Regions from separate parts of the Gossypium hirsutum genome. Here region 1 is linked to region 2. A link is a contact called in public Hi-C data. All regions are on one chromosome and are shown on one strand. Each heading gives the region's core, a stretch centred on a gene start, on an enhancer-like site or on the middle of the called end of the contact. The rest is flanking DNA. Distances are from core to core; before and after follow the strand shown.

Region 1 (3,231 bases), core at 239-2,738, 220 kb before region 2:
TTTCTCTACAATCAATCAAGTCATGATCTTAACTTTCATATGACTCAAAGATTTGCTCAAGAGGGTTAGAAGGGTTCCCTTAGATGGCCTGGCAGAATGCCATTGCATACATTCGAAACAAGGCATTAATAGCACATGGACTTGGTAATGAGTTTTGAAATGTTTTAGTTTCTTTCAATATCTTCAAAATTCTCGTTACTTTGGATGGTGGGTTCACCCAGAAAAGGAAAAGAGAGTAAAGTTGTTAGCATACCCGAACTTGAAGCTGAAGGTGCTTCAAGTATTCAATAACTTCATCGAGCATCGAAGCTTTATCTGTCTGCCAATCCCTCAATTATTACCCAAATTAGTAATGCCACAAGGTAGAACACAAAGTAAGCAATAGAAAGACAAGATAAAGTTTTCGAACATTATTATATGAACGTCTCAAAATTCGTATAAATACATAATGTAAATATGGCTATACAAATACAAGATGAATAAATGGAACGAAATGGGCAGATGAGAAGTAGAAAATGTATACCTTGTTGGCATTTGGAACAAGGTTTTGCAATGCTTTCATTTTCTCATTAATCCTACTCCTCCTCCTCTGCGTCATTCAAAACCAAAACCATAAATCAATAAAATCCATGAAGAAACCAACCCAATGAACCAAGAAATCCCATTATTATAGATTTAGTACAAAAACACCATAGATCAAACTAGTAACCTTTTCAGACAAATCATGAACCTCGGCTGCTCTGTTTCTTTTTGAGGAACTACGAGATGGTGCTGACTTTGGCGGTGCCTCATCAACCAATGCTTCAAGACCCTCTTGCCTAGGACAAATTTCAAACTATCGAGAACAAAATTTTAATCTTTGCTCAATTTGAATTCTAAAAATGGCCAGAAATATCCCGTTGAAATAGAAAACTTGATTTTGCAAATGAATCTTGTGATGGTCACTACTGTTTACTTCATGTAATCAAATTTAAGCACTGCATGTATGATGTATACTATCTTTCTTAAGATCTTAACTTTCTAAACCAAAATGACCCAAATTCTCTCCTTTTTCTTCGACATTTTCTTGGCAAAAGAATCATAATAATAATAATGATAATGAAACAGCAAAACCAGACACTTATCTCACTTTCACAGTCTTGATCATCAGTGGTACCATTCTCACCAGCTTCTCTGATCATATTACCCGACCCTCCGCTCTGTCTCTCAGAATAATCAATCATCCCCTTCTTTACTGCTCCGCCACCAGGCGGAGCCTCTGACCGTGAGAACCGCCGTGGATTCTCAGTTAGACCCCCAAAGTAGGCCATCCCAGAAGCCGAAGAAAAAGAAGAAGAATGAACTAGAATTTGATGAAGAAGATTGCATATATAAACAAGTTCGGGTATATAATTCTAATCACATTTATTATCCTTCTTATAATGAAACATGTTAAGGTTAATGTTATCATCTCCCCTTTTTAGCTTTGTTTTTTCTCTAAGCAGTTTAAAATATTTCTTCTTTTCATGTGGTTCGGTTACTGTCTTCTTTTGCCCTTTTCCTTTTCTTTCTTTTGAAACAAACCGAGTTGCATTAATAGGTTTTTCTATTATATAGTATTTAGACGGATATGTGTTAAGATGTGATCTTTATTTTTGTTAATCATGAAATGATAATACTATCACTGATTTTTTTTCACAATTTCTTTACAAATTTTGTACTTTGATTAAGTCAACCTATTGAATTCAATACTTATAGGTGTTCAAAGTCATATTATCTTGATTTATCAATAATAATTTAAATTTGGCCAAATCTATCATCTCAAATTTAAAGTCTTATAACCATTGAGAAGGGATTGTATGCAACTGTGATTCCACGTCATTCATATCTTTTTTCAATATAAAAATATCAAATCAAAATTTTTCTCCTGATTTTCAGCTTTTTTCTCCTGACAAAATTTAAATTCAACTAAAAATACTAAAAATTAGAAAGAAAACTATGATTTGTCATTCTCCTATTAAAAAATGCCTATTAAAAAATTGATAAGAATAACGTGGAATCACATACGATTATATATAATTTTGGCAATGGGAACCAATTGGTCTGTGCGCCGTTTACATTGAACTGTGCATTTCTTTATGGTATAAGTTTTGCCATACACGATTTTAATACTTCTGTTTTTATTTTTATCCTTCCCATGGCTTCTCAATTAGTATTCTCAAAAGCGTCAAGCGCAATACATGTAATTAATAAATAATTAGTAAAATAAGATGGATTTTAATATAGTTTGTTTTATAAATTCAAATCATTGTTTAGTAGTTCAAGTCAAATATTTTACTTAATCTATTCTAAAATTTTTTAAAAATAAGTATGAAATACTTTTAGTGTCGTGACATTGATTAGTGGTGTCACGACATTGAGGCCAGATTTATCTAGTGTCGTGACATTAGCTATTCAATGTTGCAACATCAGGGGTAAATTATCTAGAGCATGCCTAAAACATCTAAAACCAATTCTAAACTATCATCAAGCATTCCATAACACTTTTAAACATTATAAAACATAAAACTCTTTCGAAATAACATGTAATTCAACATATATCTCAATCAAAGCTTAACTAAATTCTTAGAACTAACAAAATATTCAAGATTCACAAAGTGTTTTCACTAATAATTTTATACATGTACTTTGATTTAATCTATGTACATGCCATAATTTAATACCAAAAGATCAAAATTATATTCACTTCCAAGCTAATAAATTCGATCCAATTTCAAAAACAAAGATAATAACTCATGCACAAAGAAAAGGCACACGTGGAAGGTACCTATCTATTGCTTTTAGTCATCGAACATATAGAAGTAAAATTTGTGTTAATTAATCTAAAAATAAATTCGTATACATTTAGGCACCTTGTAAAAGGGAAGAGATTGTATGAAACTGTGATTCCACATCATCCATATCCCATTCTAATAAGAGAATGACAAATCAGATTTTTCCTCTTGATTTTGAGTATTTTCAGTTAGATTTAAATTGTTTCAGAAGAAAAAAAAAATTAAAGTTCAAGAGAAAAAAACTTGATTTGTCATTTTCCTATTAAAAAGAAATGTAAATACAATTCATTTTTATTTGTTATTTTGGGTGTTGCAATCCGTCCCTTAATTACTGTCATAGTGGGACCAAGCGTTACCTTACCTGTCTCTACTTACGTGCCCTATTGTGATTCGCGAAATAGATCTGGTATCCAACCCA
Region 2 (3,480 bases), core at 48-2,547:
GTATAGTAATAGTTGGTAATTATATTTTGATATGTGGCAATAAAGTAAAACTATAAAAATATTTAAAATCTATAAAAAAAATCATAATTTTTTACACGTTAGGAATAAACTTGGATAAATAGTTGTCTAGGTTTAGTTAAATCTGGACAATTATTTGTACAAGTTCATTCTAAACATACCTTTTTTAATATTTTTATATATTTTTAAAATATTTCTTATAACATATCATATATTGTTATTATTTTGAAATTTAAAATATAAAAAATATAAAAAAATACAAATATATATAAACTTATAAAATTATTAGAAATATTATTTGATACTAGAAGAAATCTGAACAACTAATTATCCAGATGCATTTGAACCTAAACAATTATTTGTTCAATTCATTCTATACATGCTTTTGAGTAATTTTATTCATTTTTATTTTTCCATAAAATATTATATTTTTATATTATTATAAATTTAAAATATATAAAATCTTATATTTATAAAATATATTATTTTATATCAAGATTTTATAAAATATATTTTTCCAAATATATAAAATATAATTTATACCAAATATATAAAATCTAAAATGTATAAAAATCATATTTTTATAAAATATCAAATTTTATGTATTTTAAATTTAATAATATAAAATATGATAATCTATGAAAAGTTTAAAATATATAAAATCACTAAAAACATGTTTGGAATGCATTTGGAGAAATGATTGTCTATGTTCAAATGTATCTAGAGAACTAATTGTTCATGTTTCCTTTTAGTGTCAAATAATATTTCTAATATTTTCATAATCTTTTAAGATTTTTAGTTTTTATATTTTTTAAATTTCAAAAAAATAATATAAAAATATGATATGTTATACAAATTTTAAAAATAGTGTACAATCATTTGTCCAATATCATTCTCTTTGTGTAAAAAAGTATAAATTTTAAATATTTTTTTGTCACGTTTCAAAATGTAAGATTGCCACGTGTTAAAATGCTATTGGTCTTCATTACCACGTCAATATATTTTAATGATATTGATCAGGTACCTAAAAAATATACCAATTTGACTTATGATTACTAAGTTTTAAGTATCAATTAAGTAAAAAAATACTAAATTGATATGTCAAGTTTATAATTTTGGGAGTTAAAATTGAAATTTTACTATTAATGTTAATTTGTAAGTTTACAAAATTTAAAAAAATAATAAATAACACTTTAACCAGTTTTTGGGCCAAAGCCGCCGCTACTCGCTGGCTGAACTGAAGGATTTAGGACAGAGTTTTCAAACTTGGCTTTCAATGGAGGACTGGTCTTTCCCGGCCATTTTCAAGCACCAAAACCCCAAATCCAACATGAATGGATATTATATATATTCAAGTTCCATGCAAAAGTATTAACATAATAGTAGGGTAAGGTATTCAAATTTAAAACAAAAAAATCATTTATGATTTGAAAATCCCAATGCTTATTTATTAACTGAACTTTAAATAAAACGACAACTTACCTTTGTTGATTAATTATTATTCTATTTATTTTTATTATCTTTGTTGAAATATTTTGCTTGCTCTTTATTGATGTGAGTATAAGTGTATTTATACATGATATTACTGATACTATTACAGCTCATGATAGGGCCTCACTATTTTGTCTTGACTCTATTGCCTCCAATATTGACATTCTCTGCTAACTCTAGGCTTGTTGCGCACGTGTCTGCGGAGCACGCAGTCTTTCCTACTCTTGGGACTGGCGCTCTAGGTGAGCTCCGTACCCGTTGGACACGTGTCTAGGTGGTCTGTGGAGCACATGACACTTCCTATGAGTTCCTTGGGTATATGCGAAGTGGGACAACGACCTTCTCTAGATCCTCGCGGGCTGAGCCTGTACCCTTTTCTCGCAAGCTGGTTCTGCGAGCTGTATTTGTGATCCTGCCTTATGAGCTTGCACGAGAATCCTGTGAGTTGGGTCTTGTGAGCTGGGTCTATAGCTTTGCCTTGCAGTCAGGTTCGCCTTGTTGTCCTCTTGCGATCAGGTTATGGGTCGGAGGTTAGGATATTTTCTAGGGTTCAGGTCTCAGGTTATTGACGTATAACAATCTACTCCTCACCTAAAATGGGCATAAGGGGTGTCATAAAGTGGCGCTCCTTAGGTCCATCATATCAGCATTAAATGCAGCTTACAAGGTACGTTTGTGAGCGGTTCACGCGCGTGCATATTTGGTCGTTGAAATTTGAACTATTTTTGTTTGTTTGTATCTAGGCCGTTGATTTTTTTTGATCACACAAATCGTCTAAGAGGCAGGAAGGGAACTTCTTCTTTAAAAGAGTGTCTCTCTCAACCTTAAATCCTTCATCTTTAGCATTTTTTTGCAATTAGGACAAAGGTGATTTTTTTAGAAACCTTGCTTTTTCTTTTAAAGTTTAAGCTTTCTTCTTTTACTTGAGTTATGGTGAAGATGAGGGGTATCAGAAATCGGATAGTTCAACCCCATTCGTCGCGAGAACGATCGTCTTCGGTTCTAGTGACGGATAAACTCTATTCCTGTACCAACAAGTTGGAGGATCGGCGACAAATGTTGGCCAATACCCAATGAACTCACAGGAAGTGCCATGTGCTCCACAGGACACCCAGACACGTGTCCAGCAAGTATGGAGCTCGCCCATAGCGCTAGTCCCAAGAGCAGAAATGACCACGTGCTCCGCAAACACATGCCCAACAAGCTTGGAATTCGCAGAGAATGTCAGTATTGGAGGCAGTAGAGTCAAGACAAAATAGTGAGACTCTATGATGAGCTATAATAGTACCAGTAATATCATGTATAAATACCCTAATACTCATATCAATAAAGGGCAAGCAAAATATTATTCAACAATCTTCGATCTTTATATTTAACAATTTTTAATAATAATAATTATCTAATTAGTTATAAAATATTTTAAGTTTTGTTAAATTAAACTATAAATTGCATTATATTTTAATATAATCATATGTTAAACATAATGTTTTTTTCTTAAAATTACACGTATAACAAATACAATTACAAAGAACAAACCAAAATAACATAATCAAAATTAATCATTATAAAGCATGATTAGGTCGATAACTAGAATAAATCTAAATATATACCAAAAATAAATCCATATAAAGTCCACATATGACCGAATATAAACTAGAATCAATACAAGTTGAGAACTCACACATATTTTACATGGAGTAAAACTCGAATTGAACCTAAGATCTTAAAGTTCAAGTAACCTCTAACCCTAGAATTAAGTTAAGTTTTTTTTTTAAATTGTTATTAACGATAATAATATATTTTGTTTTTCTTTTTTCTTTTAATAATTTTTATGTAAATATATGTTAACTATTTAAAATTTAATTTAATCATAATATTAACTTTAACATAATTTTTATGTTTTAATCAATTTCTTTTCCATTATATTCTTTTAAATAATGGTAACTATTTTTACATAAGATAATTTAATAA

Evidence for each region. A called contact is a pair of places that touch in the nucleus more often than the background predicts.
Region 1: a Hi-C map of seedling shows a contact between it and region 2, with 2.1 times the contacts expected there. The contact joins the promoter of LOC107945713 here to the enhancer-like site in region 2.

Annotation. Positions count from the first base shown.
Region 1 is chrD12:30,748,455-30,751,685 of Gossypium_hirsutum_v2.1, reverse strand. LOC107945713 (transcription factor SPATULA) reads right to left here and starts at 1,488. Exons shown (of 5, transcript XM_016879808.2): 1 at 1,130-1,488; 2 at 710-835; 3 at 524-589; 4 at 254-319. The coding sequence starts at 1,159.
Region 2 is chrD12:30,531,143-30,534,622 of Gossypium_hirsutum_v2.1, reverse strand. No RefSeq gene overlaps it. Among protein-coding and RNA genes, the nearest start is that of LOC107945403, 14 kb to the right of the region's middle. Within about 2 kb of position 1,297, at least 1 of the 9 cell types and tissues checked has an H3K27ac peak or open chromatin away from gene starts, as enhancers often do.